Regions from separate parts of the Mus musculus genome. Here region 2 is linked to region 1. A link is a contact called in public promoter capture Hi-C data. All regions are on one chromosome and are shown on one strand. Each heading gives the region's core, a stretch centred on a gene start, on an enhancer-like site or on the middle of the called end of the contact. The rest is flanking DNA. Distances are from core to core; before and after follow the strand shown. Region 1 has its middle 16 kb from the start of Htr1b. Region 2 holds the start of Irak1bp1 (interleukin-1 receptor-associated kinase 1 binding protein 1).

The links. Promoter capture Hi-C pulls out the DNA fragments that hold promoters and counts their contacts.
Region 2: a promoter capture Hi-C map of hippocampal neurons shows a contact between it and region 1, with 5 times the contacts expected there. The contact joins the promoter of Irak1bp1 here to the enhancer-like site in region 1. A contact is called at or near these places in 6 of 39 promoter capture datasets (cranial neural crest, frontonasal cranial neural crest, hippocampal neurons and 3 more), 2 of 484 Hi-C or Micro-C datasets (pre-hematopoietic stem cells and tail fibroblasts) and 2 of 115 datasets of contacts at active chromatin or transcription factors (large pre-B cells and stem cell-derived neural progenitor cells).

Annotation. Positions count from the first base shown.
Region 1 is chr9:81,647,869-81,651,952 of GRCm38.p6, forward strand. No RefSeq gene overlaps it. Among named protein-coding and RNA genes, the nearest start is that of Htr1b, 16 kb to the left of the region's middle. Within about 2 kb of position 2,238, at least 1 of the 459 cell types and tissues checked has an H3K27ac peak or open chromatin away from gene starts, as enhancers often do.
Region 2 is chr9:82,827,553-82,831,636 of GRCm38.p6, forward strand. Irak1bp1 (interleukin-1 receptor-associated kinase 1 binding protein 1) reads left to right here and starts at 2,254. Exons shown (of 4, transcript NM_022986.4): 1 at 2,254-2,787. The coding sequence starts at 2,476.

The sequences.
Region 1 (4,084 bases), core at 988-3,487:
CTGTCTGAAGGAAAGGATTCTGCTGAGTGAGCTTGAGCAAGAGTGATTAACTTACATTAGTTTCGTACCATTTTCTACTCAATGAAGAACCATTGATGGTAAATTTCTTTACCAAAAACTTAAACGTTTTTAATGAAAACATTGCTTTATTTTGTGTATAGGAACACAGTTTACATGTTAAATATCACGTTGATAGAAGGAGTTTTATATTTTTTCAGCATGTAAAGCAAGGAATTCTCGGGATACAAAATCCTTTGCCCCAAGACAAAAATCCTTTTTTAAAAAAAATTACTTTTTCTAAGTGGGTTAATGGGACAAACATCTTACTTAACTAGACATTTGTTGTTCCTCTGATATATTGTAATAGTTAATGACACTTAAAAAAACTGTCAAATTTCATTTTATAGCCTCAAAAGAAGAGCACATATTATGCTCTTTTGGAATCAAACTGGCTCTCGCTACTTCAATACGTAGAAAGTGGAATTTATATCACATTATTTTCCAATAAAGAGCACCAATTAAGCTGGCCTTCTTTTAAATCTTTATGTTTTACCTTTAAAGAATTTTTCACAAGTTAAAAAAAATACATTATGTATCATTTTATAAACAAAATAAGTGAAAATACTGTTACAGTATTAAAATCTCTTACCTTATGAATCTAGCTCTCCTGAATAGTTGAGCAGAATATTCCATTTCTGTCTCACACAGCAGCATCATTTGTCGCCCACAGCATGTACAATGCAGCATTCTTAAATGAAATTACCAGTGTTTTCTCTGGCACTTTTTCCCACAAGGGAACATTCTGACAATGTCTTTCTTTCTCAACATATGTAAGAATATATGGAACAGGTGACAATCACAGTCAAACGTTCCCCAGTATTTGTAGTTCTATTTCAAAGATGTTCAAATGCAGGAAAGAATGTTCATCTTAGGCTTGGTAAACCATGGTAAATTCAATATATTTAGTATCTCAGATGTCAACTCTTCAATTACCAGCTTTGCCTAGATATGAATAACAGTTAGTGTTTTCATAGGCCATCATGTATTCAATTATATGTATCTCAAAAATTCAGATTAAAGAGGAAAACATCATCATTTAAGGCCATATGACCTAGAACGGAGAATACAATTTAAAACAATTTAGTTGTAATTTCCAACACAGTCTGTTAATCTAATTATGGTAATCTAGTTTGATGTGAATAAATAAAGAAAATATACATTAAAATCTTAATAAGCTATAAGTTGAAAAATAAAACTGTCATAAAATTAACTACAGAGGGGCTGGAGAGATGGCTCAGCAGTTAAGATCACTGACTATTCTTCCAGAGGTCCTGAGTTCAATTTCCAGCAACCACATGGTAGCTCACAACCATCGGTAAAATTATCAGATGCCCTCTTCTGGTGTGTCTGAATACAGTTACAAGGTACTTATATACATGAAATAAATAAATGCATAAAATAAACCTTTAAAAATACCTACAGAAGTACGTAGAATTTTTATAACAAAAAGAGAAGGAATTCTAAGGATTGCTAGTACATGAAAGGTTGAAAAGGAAAGTCAGAGATGAAATAGAAGGAAACAAAAATGGTAGTGCCAGTAAGAAAGACACCAGAAACTATTCAATACATGACATTAATGAAAACATTATGGTGAAGAAAATATGCCTTTTGGTTGAAAGTGCTCACAGTTGTAGGCCAGCTAATAAAAAAAGGCATGCACATAAAATAACCTATAGCGTTCTATTTTCAATATATTCGCACACACCTTTTAATAATTACAGAAAACGGTAAGATAAATACCTTCAACAAGGGAAGCAAAATCTGTTCAATCTTTCTTTCATCAGAACTCCACCACCAAAATATAACCCAGAAGTGTTCACAGACTTCAAGAAAAATGAGAGTCACAAAAGCAGATATTCATATCTGGACACTGTATCCCTTATACCTCAGAAAAACACAGTCTAGAAATGCAAGAAGCTACATAACAATCATTCAATCTATAGGTGAATAAGCACAACAATATTTACCTGAAGCTTTCTGAAAAGATAACAATTCAAGTTATGAACTTTAAAAGTCTTTTAATCTTAATTTTGTTTTTTTTAGTTACTCATTTTACATCCTGCTCACCAGCCCCCTTCTAGTCACCCCTTCCATAATACTTCTTCCATCCTCCTCCAATTCTCTTCTAAGCAGGTCCCCCCCTACCCCTGAATACCCCCATACTCTCTCACTTCAAGTTGCTACACTGCCTCTCCCACTGAGGTCAGACAAGCCAGCCCACCTAGAACATATCTCATGTTCAGGCAACAGCTTTTGAGATAGCCCTCATTCCAGTTGTTTGGAACACACAGGAAGACCAAGCTGTATGTCTGCTACATATGTTTGGGAAGGCTTAAGTCTAGCCCATGTGTGCTCGCTGGTTTCAAATTCTGAAAGTCCCAAGAGTCCACATCAGTTGACTCTGTTGATATTCCTGCAGAATTCCTATCCAGGTCAGGGTCCACAATCCTTCCTCCTATTCTTCAATGTGAGTCCCCAAGTTCTATCCACTGTTTGGCTGTGGGTCTCTGCATCTGTCTGAGTCAGCTGCTGGGTGGAGCCTCTCAGAGGACAACATGCTCCTGTCTGCAAGTATAACAGAGTATCATTAACAGTGTTAGGGATTGGTGTTTTCCCATGAGATGGGTCTCAGGTTGGTCCTCCTATTAGTTGGCCAATCCCTCCGTCTCTGCTTCATATCTATCCCTGCATTTCTTGTACACAGGATAAGATTGGCATTGAAAATTTGACAGAGGGTTGGTGTCTCTGTTGCTCCACTGGGACGCCTGTCTGGCTATAGGAAGTGGCCTCTTAAGGTTCTATTTCCCAAATGTAGTGAGTCACAGCTAAGGTTATCCCCAGTGATTCTGGGGTGGCTCCCTTATCCCAGGTCTTGTCCTGAAGATGCCCCCCTCACCTCCTCACCTCTGTCAGTTGCAGATTTCCATTCATACTCATGGCCATCTAACCATCTTTCCTGTCCTTCCCCACACCTGATCCTGAACTCCTCACTCCCCCTTCCTGCCCTTTCTCTCCCTCCACCTGCCACTTATGGCTATTTTATTTCCCTTTCTAAGTGAGAGTCAAGCATCCTAGCTTGGGCCTTCCTTCTTGTTTAGCTTCTTTGTATCTGTAGAGTGTAACATGGTACCTGCATTCTTTGGCTAATATATACTTACAAGTGAGTACATACCATGCATGTCCTTTTGTGACTGCTTTACCTCACTCAGGATGATATTCTCAAATTCTGTCCATTTGCCTACAAAATTCTTGATGTCCTCAGTTTTAATAGCTGAATAGTATTCCATTGTGTAGATATACCACACTTTCTTTATCCTTTCTTTAGTTGAAGGGTATCTAGGTTGTTTCCAGTTTCTGGCTATAAAGAATAAAGCTGCTATGAACATAGTTGAGCAAGTGTCTTTGTGGGATGATGGAGCATCTTTTGGGTATATACCCAGAAGTGGTATAGCCAGATCTTGAGGTAGAGCTAATCCTAGTTTTCTGAGAAACAATCAAATATATTTTCAAAGTGCTGGTACAAGTGTGCACTCCCACCATCAATGAAAAATTGTTTCCTTGCTCCACATCTTTGCCACCACTTACTAACTCTTGAGGTTTTGATCTTAGCCATTCTGATGAGCATAAGATGGAACCTCAGATGTTTTGATTTGTAGTTCCATAATGACTAAAGACTTTAAACATTTATTTAAGTACTTCTCAGCCATTCAAGATTCTCCTGTTGAGAATTCTTCGGTTAGTTCTATACCCCATTTTTAAATTGGTTTATGTGGGTTGTTGGTGTCTAAATCCTGGAGTTTTTTTGTTAATTTTGGATATTACCCTCTGACAGATATAGGGTTAATGAAGATACCTTTCCAAGTTTTGCAGTTTGATGAGATCCCATTTATCAATTTTTGGTGAAATTCTTTTGGTAGTGTAAATAATGGTTACTAGTTTCTCATTTGAAGTATTTTTTTCATTAGAAATTAATGTATGGGTTGTTTTACTTTAACAAAACTATTTTTATTTTTTTGAAGATTTT
Region 2 (4,084 bases), core at 1,004-3,503, 1.2 Mb after region 1:
CGGATCTCATGCATTTACTGAAATTGTAGGCCCAATGTTGCTGTGTTTGGAGACAGCACCTTTAAAGAGGTAATTAAGGTTAACTGAAGTCCCAAGAGCAAGTCTCTAATCCATCTAATAGGATTGGTCTTGTAAGAAGAGGAAGGAACACCAATGGACAGCAAGGACAGGGCAGGGACAAGGCTCTGTGAAGGCAGCTGTTGCAGACCAGATATATCTTAGGAGAAGCCACACCTACTGATGCGTGTGCTTGAACGTAAAACCTCTGGCACTCTGAGAACATGAAGTTGCATTAGACATCAATGGTAGCCCAAGTCTATTAACAGTTCATCTCTGTGTTCCTTAGCTATTTGGGAGGGGTCAGGGCACTCTTAAGTGTCCAGATGCTGGCCCCTTTATTGCAAATCCTTATTTCCTCTCCTCCTCACTTGTTGGTTTTGGCTTACATACTTTCAGGTTTTTTGGTGTACTTATTTTTTTCCAGATTTTTCCCTTATGATTGCTTCTACATTTGTAATATGCTTAAGAAAAAAAAAAAGACTTTCATTCCTCAGAATTACATTTAGGTACTTTTTTTTCATTTTATCTTTAACTTTTATTCTCAGTATAAAACATAATATACAGATCAATTTCTTCAATACAGAAGCCAATTATACTACTTACTCATTTTTCCACTATTTTGAAAATTTTATAGTACCCGAAATACACTTAAAGCTTCTATTATTTGTTTGTTCCTATGACATCTTTTATTCAGCAATTCATTTTTGAAACTATATATCCTACTAGAGTAAAACATTTCTCGCCAACAGGAAGGTGTCTGGAGCTGGATGGCTAGCTAGCCTATCTTGGATGCCAGTGACAGTAGATCCTGTCTCCCAAAACGGACTTAGCAGAGTGAGACAACTCGGCTGACAAAGGTACTTGATCCCAAGCCTGGGGGCCTCAGTTCAATCCCTGCGGTCCACCAAAAAGAACAAAGAAATTCCTCCAATTTTAAAAGGTATTTTCATTGCCTAGAGTTGTAAAATATGCATATATGCCTGTATGCATATATGGTTATATGGTGGAAAGTTCTTAAATTATAATTATATATATATATATATATATATATATATATATATATATATACACACATATATACATATATATAATTCTTATCTGACAATAAGTTTCAAACTAAACAATTATGTTGACCTAATGATGGACCAAACAAAGAGATTACCACTTGATCTAGCTAAATTATTGAATTAAAATACTGGTTTTTTAAAAATTTGAGGAAAAATCACAAAGACTATAGACTTTTTCAAGTTCCTATAAAAAACTACTTCCTACATCCCTGCCCCCAAGGTTTTCTCCTCCCATTCTGTTAATAAAATTCTAACAGGAATCAGACGAGCTGTCATCACCAAGACATTAAGAAAATGACTATAGGCCAGGTGTGGTTTGAACCCCAGCACTCTAGAGCAGAGGGAGAAGCGGGGAAGGGGAAAGAGGAAAGAAAAGAGAGACAGTAGGGTGTGCTGAGGAAAATTACTATAATAGGAGGGCTTGGAGAGGGCACGTACAGCTTTTCATTATAATGGCTGTCAAGAAATGGGTCGAAACCTTGCATTTCTGCAAGCTCGAGGTCAGTCTGGTCAACAAGGTAAATTCCAGGCCAGTCGGGGTTACATACTGAGACCCTGTCTCCAAAAGGGGAAGAGGAAGCTATAACAGACAAGTACATGACATGCCTGTCATTGCTCACGCTGATGTCCAGGCTCAAGACCAGAATTACTCCAAGACATTTAGAATTTGACACTGACACTCTTTCTAAAGATTGTAGCTATGACGAACAACATCCCACCCACCCCCACCCACCCCCCCGTTTTCTCTGTCTTTCCACATGCCAACACTCTACATTCAGCGGGCCTCTAATAAACAAACAGCAGTTGTGGGGGAAAAAAATCAACAGTGTCCTGGAAAAAAACGCACTCGAGGATCCCCATAGTGTCCAAACTCTCACGAGCAAAACGTAGTTTATTTGAAGAGAAACTCCTCACGAACCAAACAAGTACTTGCACTTGCGGGTAAGACCACCGGAGTCTCACAAAGAAGGAGGCCGCCCCGGCACCGTGAAATTCGGGAAGAAAGGGCTACCGGGATCACACACGTTGGAAACGCAGAGCCTTCATCCCCATGCGGACTGAGGGATGGAGGCGGCCCAGGGGGAGGGGAGAAGAACGACTGGTCACGTGGAAGGCCCGTGATCACTGACCGCGAGGGCAGGACAGACAGCTCCGGTTCTTGCAGGCCATGAGGAGGTAACTATTTAAAATGTGTGCAGGCCTCCTTCCCTGGGGGAAAACCCGGTCTCCACGCTGCAGCGGCGCCTCCATCCCGGCATCCTCCGCGCGGACTAGCAAGCGCGCGGCAGCTAAACGTCACTCCCCGCCATCAACCTGGCGTTGCTATGGCAACACAGCTGCCCCAGCTATGTCGCTGCAACCCGCCCCTGCATCGCGGGTGTTCATGGAACTGGTTCCCTGGGCTGACCGGGGCCGGGAAAACCATCCGATCTCGGCCGCGGAGGCGCAGCCGATCGGCCGCCGACCCCACGTCGCGGAGGCCCACCCCGGAGCCCGTGAGGTCCACGTGAGCGGCGCGGCCGAGGTGTCCGCCAGCCCCGACCGAGCGCTGGTGACCGTGCGAGTGAGCAGCACCAAGGAGGTGTCGGCCGAGGCCAAGAAGAGTGTGTGTCGCCGCCTGGACTACATCACGCAGAGCCTCCAGCAGCAGGGGTTTCAGGTGAGACTTCCGAGACGGGGTGCAGAGCGGGTGACTCTGTACCTTTGGGGATGCTTTGTTACCGCAGGATCCATTCTAGGGCGCAATGGATGTTTGACCTTTCCTTCTAGAATCTAGATGAAAGCCGTTATGGGCCGCAGCGAACTTGAAATCAGGAATGCAGGTTGGGTAGGGTTTTTGTTTGTTTGTTTTTGTTTTTGTTTTGAGACAGGGTTTCTCTGTATAGCCCTGGCTGCCCTGGACTCACTTTGTAGACCAGGCTGGCCTCGAACTCAGAAATCCGCCTGCCTCTGCCTCCCCAGTGCTGGGATTAAAGGCGTGCGCCACCACGCCCGTGGTTGGGTAGGTTTTTATCTGGTGATGTTTGCTACAGTGGTTTTGTTATTAAGATTAGAGTGATGAAATGTTTTTTTGAAAAATTACATGTAAATGTTTGCATAAGTAGAATGTTGAACCTTCTCCTCCCCCCTCCCCCCACCCCCCCTCCCCATACACACACTTTGGTAGTTTTTATTCTGCATGTTGAAATAGGTCGGTGAGGAGCCTGAACTGCTTCCATCCAATCAAAGGTTTGTGTGGAGTGGCTCTTCAATGTACTTATTAGCATCTATTTATGGTTTATAATGATCGCCTACCCCAAATTTTCCACCTTTTTAGTTTTAACTTTTTTAAGTCAATGTATGTAGGTGTCATAGGTGAAATATTTCTACTTTCTAGACATGTCTGTGGAACAAATCACTAAATAGGTCGCACCTTAAGCCTCCCTCCTTTTAACGAATGGGGCAAAAATGTCCACACAGCGACTCTTAGGCGTGTTTTAATATCACCACTTTCCAAATTTACGGCAATAAAATAATGCTCTGAGTTTAAAAGAAAAATATTTGAAATCCTGTTCCTGGAACCACAATCGAGATTGCTTCCAACTTTGCCATATTTCAGATAATTAATATGAAAGAAAATTAGAAGCTACAGACAGCCATCTCAATGTTAGCATTGTACAAAACAAGACCCCAGCTGCAGGAACCCTGGTTTTCAGGGGTGACTCTGATTTGGTGAAAGTGCAACCTAGTATTGCTTCTGTCCTAGAAATGTCAGACCTTTGAAAAACTGGTCTTTATTTTTAAAAAGAAAATGTATTTGTGTTGCATTTAAAACCAGAATAATTGAAATGATGGGGTGGGGTTCCCAGCTTATGTTACAGTTTAAAAAATTTAAATGTAAATTGTAAACGAATTTTAAAAATAGGTTTAAAATGTAGAAAACTATCTCCTAAGCAACCTGCTGCAGTCAGTCCTGT